2 separate regions of the Mus musculus genome follow, and region 2 is linked to region 1. Evidence: chromatin contacts called from public HiChIP or PLAC-seq data. All regions are on one chromosome and are shown on one strand. Each heading gives the region's core, a stretch centred on a gene start, on an enhancer-like site or on the middle of the called end of the contact. The rest is flanking DNA. Distances are from core to core; before and after follow the strand shown.

Region 1 (2,958 bases), core at 290-2,789:
GAAGTTGTGGCTGTTGATATTCAGAGTTATTCACAATTTTGTCTGTATTCTTATCACTTCATTGTTTCTTTGTTTTTGGTGTTTTCTTGGACTTTTTTGATAAATTGTCCTAGCGTTTACTTATCTTCTACGGCTCCTTGAATGTGTTAATCCTTCTCTTCATTTTTACATAGTCTTTCTATTATCCATAGTGCTGGCTTAGCGTTCTTAAATTCCTTTTATGTTTTTCTCTTGGAAAGTTCTGATTTTTATTTCCATTATTAGATTTACTACACACTATTATATAAATTGACAGTTTTGGGTTTTCAGAACTTTTAAATATCATTCTGGGTCCTCTAGCTTTAAACATATCAGTTGAATAATTATTACTTACAGTTTGTAGATAAGACTAGGTAAGGCATGTCAAAGCTATGGCAGTTTTGATGGAGAGTAACGGATGTAAATTACTGCAGCAAATAATGGTCCTAATTATATTGGGTAGGGGATTAAGAAGGAAGATACTTTGCATGTCCAGGAGATTTATTTTAGGCTCTAGACTCTCTCCTTTTATATAGAAGTTACTGTCACATTCATAGATGGAAGAAAAGCTAAAATTTGTATATTCTTTCTGAATCTGTACATACTTTCTGAATCTTCTCACTGATCAAATGACTGAAAGCAAGAGATAACAATGTGCTTATTATTTATTGAGATGGCCAAATTAAAGTTATAAACTTTGTATAATAAGACTATTTTTCAAACATGACTTAACTCCTTAAAAGTAGTGATACCGAAACACCCTGTGTTTAGTGATTTAAACAGTAAAGTAGTACTTTGATGTAATAAACTGTAAATGGATACAATCATTTCATGTGATCCAAACGAAACTCCTAACATGTTAGAATGTGTAATAAGGGTGTAGATAATGGAATTTGTACTTTTTGCTATCAATGACAGCATTAACTTAGGTCTTCTATTCTTGTATGTCTCTTTCTGTCTTAAGAATTTTTCCCCAGGGGACAATAAGATAGGTGAGCAGGTAACTGTGCCTATCCTTCCGGCAACCTCATTCCTATCCTAAGAACCCGTGTTAGGCTAGGAGAGAGCTCCCTCCTCCTCATCCACGTGAACACCTAACAAATAAGTCAATCAGCAAATAATTTTGAAAATAAAAAATGTTTAGGTAATCGCAGAAATTTGTCAAATTTCTTTCTATTACTCTGTCATTACATAGAAGTATGCTAGTCCCGTTACCAACTAGTTGGAGGACTAGACAATAACAAAAAGCCCGTTATATATTAAGTGTACTGTTTTTCTTTTCCAGGAGAGTGTAAGAACAATGTTCTTATACCAGGAACCATTCAAGTAAATGGCCATGGAGGACAACCATCAAAACTCGTGAAGAGAGGACCTGGGAGGAAGCCCAAGGTAGAAGTTAACACCAGCAGTGGTGAAGTGACACACAAGAAAAGAGGTAGAAAGCCCAAGAATCTGCAGTGTGCAAAGCAGGAAAACTCTGAGCAAAATAACATGCATCCCATCAGGGCTGACGTGCTTCCTTCTTCAACATGCAACTTCCTTTCTGAAACTAATGCTGTCAAGGAGGATTTGTTACAGAAAAAGAGTCGTGGAGGCAGAAAACCCAAAAGGAAGATGAAAACTCACAACCTAGATTCAGAACTCATAGTTCCTACAAATGTTAAAGTGTTAAGGAGAAGTAACCGGAAAAAAACAGATGATCCTATAGATGAGGAAGAGGAGTTTGAAGAACTCAAAGGCTCTGAGCCTCACATGAGAACTAGAAATCAGGGTCGAAGGACAGCTTTCTATAATGAGGATGACTCGGAGGAAGAACAGAGACAGCTGTTGTTCGAGGACACCTCCTTGACATTTGGAACTTCTAGTAGAGGACGAGTCCGAAAGTTGACTGAAAAAGCAAAGGCTAATTTAATTGGTTGGTAACTTGAAGCAAAATATTGCATTTTAAAAAATCTGTAACGCAGGTACAGTTAAGGAGTAAGTAGAACTAAGGTCTCTGCTTCCTTGCTGCTATGACGGATTAGGGAATGTTACAATTTGACTTGGGAAAATGGACAAAAACACATTTAGAAGATAATTTACATCTTTGAATGAAAAAAATCTATATACATATATATTTCAAATGTTTGCTATTTATTGCCCTTAGGTAGGTTATTCGGTTCCACATTCATTTCATTTGCTGTTTGAAATTGAGGACCTGTTATAAATTCTGGTTTATTTATGGAAGAGACAGCTCTGCTACACTATTAAGAAACATAGTATTCCTAGAGATAAAGTATGTTTCCTCTTAAATTGAGTTATTTTTGACCAAGTGAGGTACATTTTTACTGATAGCAGAAGGCATGCCCTAGGAAGAGAGATGTTACAAAGAGTAGCAGTACATTAAGAATGGCTTCCTCTAAAGATAACTTTCCAGTTCCCACCATTTGTTATCCTGAAAAGTGTTGTGAACTGTAGGTGTTCAATTACAGAATATCTAGAGGAAGCTTTTGTTTTACTCCATTTCTGCCAAACTTAGGAGAAAAATGTATTGATGCAAAGGAAACATATCCACATTGGAAAACATTTGACTGTCTAATTTTTCAGACCTTGATTCTTATATCAGTCACTCTATCTCTGTTTATTGTGCCAAAGACTGAGAATCAGTGCAGTGGAAAGCCTGTTTTTGACTGTCAGGACAGCATACACTTTTCAGTACTGGAAAAGCTATATATTCTAAAGAGCAAGTTATTACAAAATTATGCTGAGTTATATCTTTTTTTTGGTACTAAATGTAGGAAAATAATGCACTGGTGGGTCCTTTGACAGAGATATCTTAGAGAAAATGTTTAAGTGGTTAAAGGATTCAAGGACAATACAGGAAACATGTATGGAATTTGATGTTTACTTGATCTGGATTAATGTCATTTTTAAACTTCAGACATATCCAGTAGGCTAAAA
Region 2 (2,958 bases), core at 169-2,668, 570 kb before region 1:
GGGAGGGGCATTCATTGGCCAATGGGAGTCTGAAGCACTGTAGTAACAGGAATTCCTGTGAGACTAGAATACAAACCCAGAGTGCCCAACTGTGATTAGGATTCATCCCCAAACACAATCTTTACAAACGGCAGTTAAATATTTAATGCAGTTAAATAGTTTCAATTAGTAAAAATATTAAAATGTGGTTTGGTAGCTTCAGTTCTTTTTTCCTGGAAAGCTGTAACCTGTGTAGTACACAGTGAAGTGAAATGGTATAATCAGAAAACTGAAGTCCTAATAAAAATGGCAGATCAAAGTCATGCCATGTAGAAAGGTGAAGTTATCATCACACTTGGGACAAATCTTTAAAACATCAATTTGGTAAAACTGGCTTTGAGGAACTATAAATTATTTTGGTTATTTTTTTTCAAGGTCAAATAAAGTAATTGTTATCTCTGATAGAGTAACACTGTGTGGTGTAATAAGGACACTGAAAATGTTATACACAATTAGGTATTTTGTTTGGGAGATTTCTAAAATTTTAGATACTTTTTTGACTTGCCAGTAATGCTATTACCCTGTTAGAGAAATGCTCTAAAGATGCTAGATTTGGAAGTTAATAGCCATGTGGTTCTATCCTGATCTCACCGCTTACTACCCCCTGAATCTATTTTCTGGAGTATAAATGACAGCAGGCTTCAATCGGGAACTGAACAGTCTTATTAAACGGTCTGGATGAGAAGCTCAGAGAGCGTCAGAGCCCCCGTGGAAAAGATTTTCTTTATAGCTTCTTTACCTACTGCAATTAATACTGCTTAGTGTGCACTGTCAAGTTTAAAAGAAAAATTAGCCATCTAGCTGCCCTTAGCCCACTGTCATGCACTTCAGAATATTTCCTTTAAAAACAATTCTTTGAAAACATAACGAGAACAAACGTGTTCTCATTATCCTTTAGCCCCAGATTTCCTTCAGAACTTAAAAATCATGCGCAAGCCATATTCAAGATGTGTTATCTCAAGAAAGTCCAGAACCCAGGCAGCAGTATCATGAAAATATCAAGTCCACACCCTCCTACACATCAATTTCAGCGGAACCAGAAAAGTACATTGATTTCTTTATAACGAAATCCAAAATATTCAGAAAAAAATAGGGCCGGTTTCCAAGGGTTTTGTCCACAGACCCTTTCTGGAGCCGGCGTCCCTCTATGAGAAGGGTTGGCATTCTTTCGGTCTGTCCTGGGTGCTGGGCTCCGTGCAACTGTCCTCGCGGGTCGCGGTTCCCCGCCTCACCGGCCCACCAATGGTTGATGCCTCTCTCCTCGCCATCCCGCCTTCCGATGCCACAATAACCAATAGAAATGAACGTATGGAGTCCAGTAACCAATGGGAACTGGGGGAGGCGGAGGCCGGTCCTCCCGCGGTGCAAGCTGGGCTTCTGCTCCGTTGCCCAGGAGCCGAAGCCGCCGAGCCGCCGCCCGCAGCCGTGGTCCCTACAGTGAGTGAGTTCAAACTCCCCGCAACCGCAGTCTGCAGCGTCCGGGTACTCTAGGTCTCGGACCGTAGCTGTCGGTCGGACTCGGGGATCGGCCGATGATCCAGGCAGGAGCAGGAGGTGCCAGCTTGGAGGGTGAGGGGCGGGCCTCGGATGAGAGAGGAGGTCTGCGGCCGGGGGGGGGGGGGGGGGGGGATGGACGTGATGGGGCGGGGCGAGGCGGGGCTGATCGGCGGATGCTTTGGAGAGAAGGAAGAGAAAGTTGAGAGACTGGGATTTGTTAGCCCCCTAAAGCAGAAGGAAAGCATGTGCAGACGGATCCAAAGAAGAACGAAGTTACCAGAAAGAAACCCCTGGAGACTGGTGTAGATCGGGATGGGAAAGGAGGGCGCGCGGAGCCTTTCAGAGACTCTGGAACAGTCTAGGATATTATTGTTAACACTGTCGTTAAAGGGGAGAGACACTTTGGTCCAGGCTGTGGATTATTTTTATACATCATTGAGGGATGGAATGGAACGAATGAAAGTAGTTAGCAAAACCTACCTGTTGGCAGAACTGAGTTGGGGTGGATGCACATGCCTTTTGTTTCGCGCTAGCTGAATAAGGGAACAGTGTTTCCCTGTGTGACCAGTTCACCTGAATGTAAATTCTTAGTCACTTCATGGGCTTGATACGTAATGGTATCTTTTGGTTGGTAACAAGTTGCTAGGGGCTGTATTTTTCCTCCAGAGAAGTGCAGTGAATGGTAGACACATTGTGAGGATTAATTTTACGGAGGTATTTGTACCTATATTTGGGTAAGTGGGGTGGGGGCGGGGTGTGGAGGAAGGTTTTATGAAAGTAAATTTTCTTTTAGGATTGATTAATTGTGTGTGTGTGTGTGTGTGTGTGTGTGTGCGCGTGTTTCCTGTCCTGGACCAGCTCCTGCCTGCACATCTCAATCCCGAAGTTTGAGGGTCTTAACTCTTGGCCCAAGCAGAGTAGGCTTGACCACATACACATGGATGCTCAACCGTGCGTTCAGGATTAGATAGATGTCTTTGGGATCAACAGTCATAACTTAGGGCTTGAGAGCTGATTCAACCGTTAAGAGTACTAACTACTCTCCCACAGGCCCTAGGTTTGATTCCCAGCAGCCACATGGCAGCCCACAACTGTCTGTAACTCCAGTTCCAGGGAATCCTACGCTGTCTTCTGGCCCTTCTAGGTACCAGGAACTGTATCCATGGCACACAGACAGGCGTTCAACAAAACACTCACATAACTAACTTACTAACTAAACAAGCACACAAATAATCAAATATAAGTAAGTAAATTTAAAAAGTCATTTAAATGGTGAGGGATCGGGTGAGAGAGCTACAGGCATCCAGGAAAAGGGTAAATGGAGGTTTCATTTTTCTCATTCTCATTAATCTGTATTCTTTCTAGTCTCTCTCCACACTCCAATTTTCTATTAGTATTTACAGTATTTCACCCTGTGATCGG

Evidence for each region. HiChIP or PLAC-seq counts read pairs in DNA pulled down with a chosen protein or histone mark.
Region 2: a contact with region 1 is called in an H3K4me3 HiChIP or PLAC-seq map of bone marrow-derived macrophages, with 4 times the contacts expected there. The contact joins the promoter of Lca5 here to the enhancer-like site in region 1. A contact is called at or near these places in 7 of 39 promoter capture datasets (the 3T3-L1 cell line, the C10 cell line, cranial neural crest and 2 more), 3 of 115 datasets of contacts at active chromatin or transcription factors (bone marrow-derived macrophages, embryonic forebrain and large pre-B cells) and 1 of 9 other capture datasets (macrophages).

Annotation. Positions count from the first base shown.
Region 1 is chr9:82,870,207-82,873,164 of GRCm38.p6, reverse strand. It overlaps Phip (pleckstrin homology domain interacting protein), which reads left to right. Exons shown (of 40, transcript NM_001081216.1): 40 at 1,304-2,958. The coding sequence ends at 1,941. Among named protein-coding and RNA genes, the nearest start is that of Gm38553, 19 kb to the right of the region's middle. Within about 2 kb of position 1,539, at least 1 of the 459 cell types and tissues checked has an H3K27ac peak or open chromatin away from gene starts, as enhancers often do. A contact at or near this core is called in bone marrow-derived macrophages, where this site is marked.
Region 2 is chr9:83,439,559-83,442,516 of GRCm38.p6, reverse strand. Lca5 (Leber congenital amaurosis 5 (human)) reads left to right here and starts at 1,418. Exons shown (of 8, transcript NM_027448.2): 1 at 1,418-1,608. The region is part of intron 1 of Gm2087 (predicted gene 2087); the gene reads right to left.